3 separate regions of the Mus musculus genome follow, and all the other regions are linked to region 1. A link is a contact called in public HiCAR-type and promoter capture Hi-C data. All regions are on one chromosome and are shown on one strand. Each heading gives the region's core, a stretch centred on a gene start, on an enhancer-like site or on the middle of the called end of the contact. The rest is flanking DNA. Distances are from core to core; before and after follow the strand shown. Region 1 holds the start of Senp7 (SUMO1/sentrin specific peptidase 7). Region 2 holds the start of Nit2 (nitrilase family, member 2). Region 3 holds the start of Tbc1d23 (TBC1 domain family, member 23).

What was found. HiCAR-type assays count read pairs that join an accessible place to other places. Capture Hi-C pulls out chosen DNA fragments and counts their contacts.
Region 2: a promoter capture Hi-C map of liver shows a contact between it and region 1, with 2.2 times the contacts expected there. The contact joins the promoter of Nit2 here to the promoter of Senp7 in region 1. A contact is called at or near these places in 2 of 39 promoter capture datasets (the HPC-7 cell line and second pharyngeal arch cranial neural crest), 3 of 115 datasets of contacts at active chromatin or transcription factors (astrocytes, embryonic stem cells and large pre-B cells) and 1 of 9 other capture datasets (liver).
Region 3: a contact with region 1 is called in a HiCAR-type map of astrocytes, with 5 times the contacts expected there. The contact joins the promoter of Tbc1d23 here to the promoter of Senp7 in region 1. A contact is called at or near these places in 5 of 39 promoter capture datasets (the C10 cell line, hematopoietic stem and progenitor cells, liver and 2 more), 1 of 15 datasets of contacts at CTCF or cohesin (large pre-B cells) and 2 of 115 datasets of contacts at active chromatin or transcription factors (astrocytes and large pre-B cells).

What each region holds. Positions count from the first base shown.
Region 1 is chr16:56,074,046-56,076,865 of GRCm38.p6, reverse strand. Senp7 (SUMO1/sentrin specific peptidase 7) reads right to left here and starts at 1,462. Exons shown (of 24, transcript NM_025483.4): 1 at 1,288-1,462. The coding sequence starts at 1,327.
Region 2 is chr16:57,165,899-57,168,598 of GRCm38.p6, reverse strand. It overlaps Nit2 (nitrilase family, member 2), which reads left to right and starts at 1,267. Exons shown (of 10, transcript NM_023175.1): 1 at 1,267-1,318; 2 at 2,383-2,501. The coding sequence starts at 1,312. Gm16892 (a long non-coding RNA gene) reads right to left here and starts at 1,230. Exons shown (of 2, transcript XR_003951893.1): 1 at 1,129-1,230.
Region 3 is chr16:57,230,104-57,232,803 of GRCm38.p6, reverse strand. It overlaps Tbc1d23 (TBC1 domain family, member 23), which reads left to right and starts at 1,338. Exons shown (of 19, transcript NM_001358433.1): 1 at 1,338-1,490. The coding sequence starts at 1,438.

The DNA.
Region 1 (2,820 bases), core at 213-2,712:
CTCAGAGATCTGTGCTCATAGCCTTAAGAGCTTTAGACACATTGCCACCGGGCATACCTAAATAGATTTGGAACTGCTGAGTCTAACTCTACCAAAATAAACCGTATAATGAGAAAGTTTACAATGGGTTGAGCTCAGTTGGTAGTGGTGCAAGCCTTTAACACCCCAGGACATGGGAGGCAAAAGCAGGCATATCTCTGAGTTGGGAGGCCAGCCAGGTCTACAAATTGAGTTCCAGGATAGCCAGGAGTACACAGAGAAACTCTGTCTCAAAAAAACAGAAAGAGGAAAAAGTGGGGGGGGGTCGCCTGTAACCCCACCATTCAGAAGAGGTAATCAGGGGGAATAGGAATATGACCCCATCTTGAGTTACACAGGGAGACCTTTTCTCAAAAACAGAAAAAGAAAAGAAAACAAAAACAACTCAATGAATTCATCGACACTGTTTTATGTACTAGACAGTGCATTTCTATGCACACGGGAGCTGACTCCAGGAATTAAGAGGTGCACTTAACAGATGAGATGGATAACAATAACTTGTCGACGGGGCGGAGCTCTATCTCAATTTTATACAAAACTTAAAAGAGGTTCTTGAGTTTCAAGTCTTAAAACAATTCCAAAAAATGGGCTGAGATAAAAAAACAAAAACAAAAACACAACAACAACAAAAAACCCGGCTTCAAATCCTTTGACTTTCGAATCACTTTTGGAAGATGCTGGAGGCTGGAAAAGAAAAACGCTATTAAACGAGCCTGTCGGACGAGAGGGACAGCAGGAGTATTTTATTTACTCGAGGCGCTGCGGGGCGACCGACAAGCCCCGCCTTCCTCGCTTGCAGCTTCTCTGATCTGCCAAAGGAAGGAGGGAAGCCGGCCAGGCGAGGGGTCAAAGGATCAGAAAGGAGAGTGACATCTTGTGCGGGGAAGGTGGGAGCGAAAGTGAACGCGGGTGCAATTGCGAGGAAGGCGTGGCAGGACAGCGGCTATAGCCAGCAGAGAAGACCGCTGGACCGAAGACAATCAAGGAGCGTGTCCCGGGAGGAGGGAGCATACCAAAGGGGTGCAGAAGGGGCAGGCGGCCGAGGCTTTTCGACAGCTGCGGGCGCCCCCCCCCCCTCCAGCTCTCCATTATGCGCGCCCCCGCCGCTCCCTCCCTCCCTCCCTTCCTCTCTCCCTCCCTCTCTCCCTTCCTCTCTCCCTCCCTCTCTCCCTCCCCACCGCGCCGCGGAGCCGCCGCCAGCCGCGCAGGTACAATGGTCGGCTCGGCCCTCGCGCCGGCTCTCCTCACCTGATGAAGCTCGCCGACGCCCAGGCCTGGCCCTGTCCATCTTCTCCTCCGCCGGCTCCTCCAGTCCCACTTCCAGGCGCTGTCACCTCAGGACCCCTCGGGCTGGGGAAGGGAGGGGGAGGGGAAGAGAGAAAGCCAGAAGTGAGATTCGCGCTTGCGCACTAGTCGTCGCCTCCCCCCCCCCCGACCGGAAGTCCCTTGCCCCTCCCACCTCTGCCAGAGGTAGCGCTTCCTGGGCCTTGTTTAGCCTGCGAGCCTATCGTTCTGTCGTTGGTTAGGCGAAGGGGACTTACCCCACGAGGGTCCCTAAGGAAAAACTTGATTCACGATTTTTTAACCCGTTGACTTTAAAATAAAATTTGAGTTGACAAAAATTACAGATACCGAGTACCTCTGCTTTTATGCCTTTTGAACGAAATTACCCCCCAAAATATGAGAAGCTACTGTCTGTGGTATTTCTAGCTATTTGTCCTCAAGAAGGCTACTCAAACTTAGAAACAAGGACAGCAAAATGTAGTTGTTCCTGTTGTTTGATGTAAGAAATAAACAAATATGAGTCTTTTCTATCAAAAACTATAAAGCCTGTGTTTGGTACTGTTAGGCCTCAGGATCCAAAATAACAGTCGTGGCCCAGCACTTAGATCTCTGATAGATAAAGGCTAGCATTTGTTTCCCTTGCCTAGGAGATGGGGCAGATGGCTCCTCGTTGACATATACCTGTGGTTGCATATCAAAGCCCCAAAGTCCCCATCCACAAATACCCCTACCCCAGCCTCCTGGCCTCTCACCTTCCCTACTCCTGCAGATGCTAAGCACCAGGCTGTCCCAGAGCTCCACTCTCTGGGGCCAAGGATTCTTCCCCTGCACCTGCCATCTGTTACTGTCTCACCATCCCCACGCTTCTCTCTCTCTGCTCTTCCTGCGCCCCCTCCCACACAGGAGCAAGAAACTCACATCTTTTTTTCTCCCCCACCTTGTATGACATTTAGACACGTTGTAATCTTCCCACCCAGTTGGAGCCAGGAATGTTATGTATTCCCCTTCTCATTTCCTGTGTGCTAATTCTTTTCAAAATAGCCACTAGAATTAAGACTATAACATGCTTGACCCAGGGAATGACACTATTAGGAGGTGTGGCCTCTTGCAGTAGGTATGTCACTGTGGGTGTGGGCTTCAAGACCCTGGTCCTTGTTCTGTTAGTAAAAAGATAAGGGAGAGGAAGAGTATGTTTGGTGGCTGTGCAGTCAGGTGTGGGAGATGGGGTGCCTCCACCAGCCCATGCTGAGCCATCCCTTCCCCCATAGAGTTTATTGAGTAGACACCGGCCATGAGCACCATGAGGACATGGGGAGAGATGGGGGAGGGGAATGGGGAGACAGGCAGAAGGAGCAAGAGGACAGAGCAGGAGCAAGAAGGCAACAGAGCAGAAGAGAGAGGGAAGGTGGCCAACAGCCCCTTTTATAGTCAGTCGGGCACACCTAGTTGTTGCCAGGTAACTGTGGGGTACAGCCTAGACAAAATGCTAACAGTTCT
Region 2 (2,700 bases), core at 18-2,517, 1.1 Mb before region 1:
CCAGGCCACTGCAGTTTCTAATGCAAGATGAAGATGGGGTAAATATGTTAACCCTGGAAGACATAAGGCCATACTGCAACCCATCCCCACACCTTCCTCCAGCGCATACATTCTTTGTTCACCCCGCTTCCCCAGTGTTCTCAGGTTCTTGGAAGAAACAATTCTGTGATCCCCTCAGGACGATGTAGGTGCTTAGATCCAAACCCAGGTCCTTTGCAAGAGCACCAAGTGCTCTTAACCACGGAGCCATCTCTCCAGCCCTGCTTTGTCCTTTTCAAACTGCTGTTTATGGTTCTCTCTCTCTCCCTCTCTCTGTCTCTCTGTTTGGCTCTCTCTGTCTCTCCCAAAGTTTGTGAAAAGCTCAGCCCCACTGAAGACAGCTGACTAAAATTTCTTTTGGGGATCTGATCTGCAGGCTTTCTTTCCTCTTGTCAAGCTCTCTAATCCCCTTGGCTCCGTGCTCTGCAAATGTGACAAGGTATAGACTTTAACTTGCAAGCACTGCAAAGCTTAGAAAGCAATGTCACTAGCTGGGTGTGTTGCTACAGGACTCAATCCCTGCACTCAGGAGTGGGAGCAGGAGGATTAGACGTCAAGGTGAGCCTTAGCTACATAGCAAGTTAAAGTGCAGCCTAGGCTACAAGAGACCCTGTCTGAAAACCGGAAAAGCTCAAAACAAAAATAAATATTTACATAAATGATAATGAATAAAAATTAAATAATAAATACAAAGGTCAAATCGTAGAATACTGCTTAGCACCAACTCTATCTCTTTCCCCAGCCCAGTTAGGAGCAAGGTTCTGAAGTCCTGCTAGCCTAAAACAACCAGGTGCACTTCCTCAAGCCAGTCAGCATGGAGCATCGTTACCCTGGCCACTGCCATGATCTAACCTGAAATTTATGTCCTTTGTGCCACAAGTAGGACCTTTCTACCCCAGACCATTTATGGCACACTACCATAACGTAGGCTTCTCTTTTTTGACTTTGCTTTTGAAGGCCCTATATAAAGAATTTGTAATTATCACTTCTTGGTGTATGCAACCGCAAAGGGTGAGCCATTTTTAGTACGGTGCCCAGGCAAGAATGTAGACTGGTACTGAATGTGCACAAAGTCGGAGGCTTACTCACCTACATTACAGCACAGCACAAAACAAAACAGTAAAATCCTCAAAGCTCATCGAGGCTCCGCCCCTCGACCCAGCCCTTGACCACGCCCCTTCTGCGCGCGCGGCTCGGCCCCGCCTTCTGCACGCTGCGGAGGAGATTGACTGGCAGGAGTCCCTGTGGCCTGCGGTGCACCGTGGAAGAGCCATGTCTAGTAAGTGGCTCGTGGTCTGGTTGTCCAGCTCCCAGCGGGAGCGGGGTCCTCCGTGCGGCGGTGCAGATGAGCCGGCTGGGTCCTTGCGTCCCCCGGTCAGCCATGCCGGTGGCTCTTGTCACCGGTGTCCGCGGCGCGGCGAAGCCCAGGGGCGGCTGGCCGTGCGAGCACAGGCCTCCGCGCGGGGCGTCCTGTGCTGTCGGAGCTGGTCAGCTTGCGGGTTGGGTGGTGGTGTCCAACTCGTGGCTCTGACTTCCTCGCCTCACAAAGCGGTGGATAATCACACCTCACTCCGCAGTTCCTCGTCTGTAAAAGTTTATAGTTGCACTGTCCTGGCATATTCATGTAAATGTTGTTCCCGTAATAGGCCCGTCACTCGAGGTGTTTTCGTGCCCTCCGCCCCGACTTGTTCATCTTCAAAATCATTAATCGCTTTCCGGAGAAGGGGAAGCAACAAGTCTTGCACACGGAGGACCCCAGTGGAGGGGTTTTCCTGCGTAAGCCTGCAGAGGGCGCTTTTGCACCGGCCCCTAACCTGGGTCGGGACCTTGTCCATATTGGGTGGCTTTTGGAAGAAGCTAGAAACAAAACTATAGTTTTATTATCCTTTCCTGCCTCAGGAGCAGAGGCAGTCTAACTTCCTAGGGTTAGGGGAGATATTAGTGAGTTTCTGTGATACTCTGGTGACAGCTCAAGGTCTGTTAACCTGAAAATAATGCCAGGTTTTGGTTTCATTTGTTTTTATACAGATTCTGGCACTGTTCAATTAAGAGGTGTTAGGGGCTAAATGCCTTTTTTTTTTTTTTCTCTCTCATCATATTTAGGATAAGCCAAGGAATGAGCGATCATAGTTTTTATACTTTTAAGGAGAGCTTCGGCCTTCTTCAGAAGCCAGGTTTTGTCAGTGTTGTCGATATACCCCTTTAGATTGCCAGTAGTTGGGTCAATCAAAAACCATGTTCAAATACTGCCTGATATCCTGTTTGAGAATCCTGGCCCTGGGTGAACTTAGTGGGCAGATCTGATGACTTTTTTTTTTTTTTTTTTTTTTCTTTTTTCCCCAGCTTTCCGCCTGGCCCTCATACAGCTTCAAGTTTCTTCCATTAAATCAGATAACCTTACCCGGGCTTGTAGCCTAGTGCGGGAGGCAGCAAAGCAAGGTGCCAACATAGTTTCTCTGCCTGTAAGTATCAGGGCAGCCTGCCCATTCTTCAGGAGCTGTGGATCCACCACAGTACTGCGTGCTGGCAGTGGTCCTCTTATGTCCCACCTCCAGCAATGCCTTTTGGAACCCTAATATTGTTTCGTATTTGTCTCATCTTTCACAAAGACTAGTAGCGACCTTTATCATAAGATGTCAAACGTGGTTACAAGTTTTGAAC
Region 3 (2,700 bases), core at 89-2,588, 1.2 Mb before region 1:
CAAAAGACAAAACAAAACATAACCAGCCAACCAATCGAACAGAAACTTACTTTACTTAATTAAAGCTATTTCTGGTCATTCCTGCCCCATCTAAAACTTAATTGTTTTCAGTTTTTCTACACATTACCCCTGCATTTCTCAGTGTGCATGCATCTATTGCTAATATATTGATATCAAACATAAACGATGCCTTTTGTTTGTAATCTGTTTGGTTCATCTAACAATGGCATTTTCAGATTTATCCATAAATTTCATGTAGTTAACTGCATCGTTGTTCCTGGGCTTAAAAATATTTGTTCAGCTCCTCCCTGAATCTGTACTAGGCAAAGATAGCCCAGGGGCTAGTGTTTTGGTAATACTGGTACTGTGGATGAAACCTGGGTGCGGAACAAGGAGGCCCATTTAGAGGGACAAATGGGACTTTGGCTAGGAAGGGAAGGATCTCGGCAGCTTTCTTTTTTTTTTTTTTTTTTTTAAGATTTATTTATTTATTATATGTAAGTACACTGTAGCTGTCTTCAGACACTCCAGAAGAAGGAGTCAGATCTTGTTACGGATGGTTGTGAGCCACCATGTGGTTGCTGGGATTTGAACTCTGGACCTTCGGAAGAGCAGTCGGGTGCTCTAACCCACTGAGCCATCTCACCAGCCCCCCTCGGCAGCTTTCTTAAACTGATTTTTTAAACTGGAATTTCAGTTTCAGAACTACAGTTGATTCTCCTGGCTGTTAGAAGACATATTTAAGATAGAAGACTAGAGTATAATTTTCTTAACTGGATAGCTTGACAGAGTCCTTCGTGTATTTTTATTTTTCTTGTAGCTCTGGTGATTGAATCATTGAGGATGCTGGGCAAGTGCTGTATGGTTTACTAAGTCCCTGGCCTTTTTATTTTTTTGAATGGTCTTTACAAATGATGTGGTATGTCCTTTCCTTTTTTTCTATTCAGCCTACCTTCTCTGTGTGAATTCATACTTGCCCTCCTCTCTCCACTAGCTGGGATTCTCAATTCTGGCTCACACCGGACAGCCAGAGACCCAAACATTAAGACGCCAAGCCAGGATGCTTCACTTTCAGAGTCTCCTCTGAGCCACGCCTGCCCGCAGCGTGGCGCCCCGCCCCATCCCGGAGAACCCCTCCCACTCCCCAGGGTCGGCCCCGCCCACAAGCCTTGTGCCCCGCCCACTCCGTTCGCGGGCCCTTGGCATCCTGGGATTTGTGGTCTTCCATAATCTTCTCCCTCTCGCAAAGCTCCGGGCTCCGCCTTTCGCCCTAGAGACGTGGTGACGTTGCATCCTTCCAATTCCTCGCCTCCTCCCTCTTTCGCTCTGGTGAGTCTCAAGTCTCAGACTTCATAACTCCTTTTACGACACTGAATCTCTGAGACAGTCTCGGTGCCAGGTCCACTTTTCGGCAAAGTGACGTGGACGTCAACAGCAATGGCGGAAGGAGAAGAGCTTCTGCCACTGTCAACGTCGGGCGGGGACAGCTGGTGAGTGCGAGCCCAGGTTTAATTCCCACTGGCCCCTTCTCTTCCTGTTCGCCATCCTGCCTGTCCCCGAGGTGCTGGCTGGCGGGGCGTGGAGCAAAAGGCACCTGTCCTCCTCTGAGCCCCTGCCCCGCCCCCTCTGCTTCAGGGTCCCCTCTGCCCGCGGGCTTCTGCGGCTGGGGCAGAATCCCGGGGACTCAGGGGCCATCCTGGATCTGCGCCTAAGTCAGGTCCTCCCGCTTGGCCCAGCGAAGAGAGTGGCTTCCCCACTGAGTTCGCCGAGTCCCTAGCCAGGGAGTTGGAATGGGCGCACTAAGGAGGAAGTTCTTGGATGGAGATCTCAGACCATTTGAAATGAGATCTTTTGAAATAACCACCGCGACCTTTGACAGTGCAGAGGTCGTGAGATACACCCAGCAAGATTCCTTCTACGTAGTTCAGGGTTGTCTTTAAAAAAAAAAATTATTATTATTAATTTTGTTTATCTCCCAACAGTTTCTAACATTTGTTATTATTATTTTTTTTTCTTCCCCACCACTTTCCTCACAATTTAATTTCATGACTTGGAGGGCGTTTTGAATTTTGTTACTGTTTCTCCCGGGCATTTGCATGTGTCTCTGGGGCTGTGGGAAGATTTGGTTTTTAAAGGAACTCATGTAGCCCAAGGCTGGCCTCGAACTTTCTGAGTGGCTGAGGATGACTGTGGACTTCCAATGCTTTTGCTTTCTCCTCCCGAGTGCTGGCTTGTAAGCTCCATCCTGCCTGGTTTGTGTTGGGCTGGGGATTGAACCGAGGGCTTCCTGTGTGCTAGGACAAGCATTCTACCAACTGTGATACATCCCCAACCCTGCCAATACCTTTTTGGTAGGCATTATTTTTCCCACTGAGGGTCATTAATTTTTGGTGGACACTTCTACTTTTGAAGTTGTGTGTGTGTGTGTGTGCACGTGTATATCTTACAGTTGATCTAACTGTATTGACCAGGTGTAAGACTCATGGATTTTGCTGTTGTTTTTCACAGTGTTTATATATCACTGTCACGGTGTACCTACACACAATGCAAGCCTTTGGTAAATTTGTACTTTACTAATTGAGGACAATAGAAATAACAGAAAGGAATACACGATATAGCAGTTGAGTAGCTGGTCTTCTGGGGACTGACAGGTACACATGTAGCAAGCTAAAGTTAATTTTGTTCTCTGAGATTGTAAAT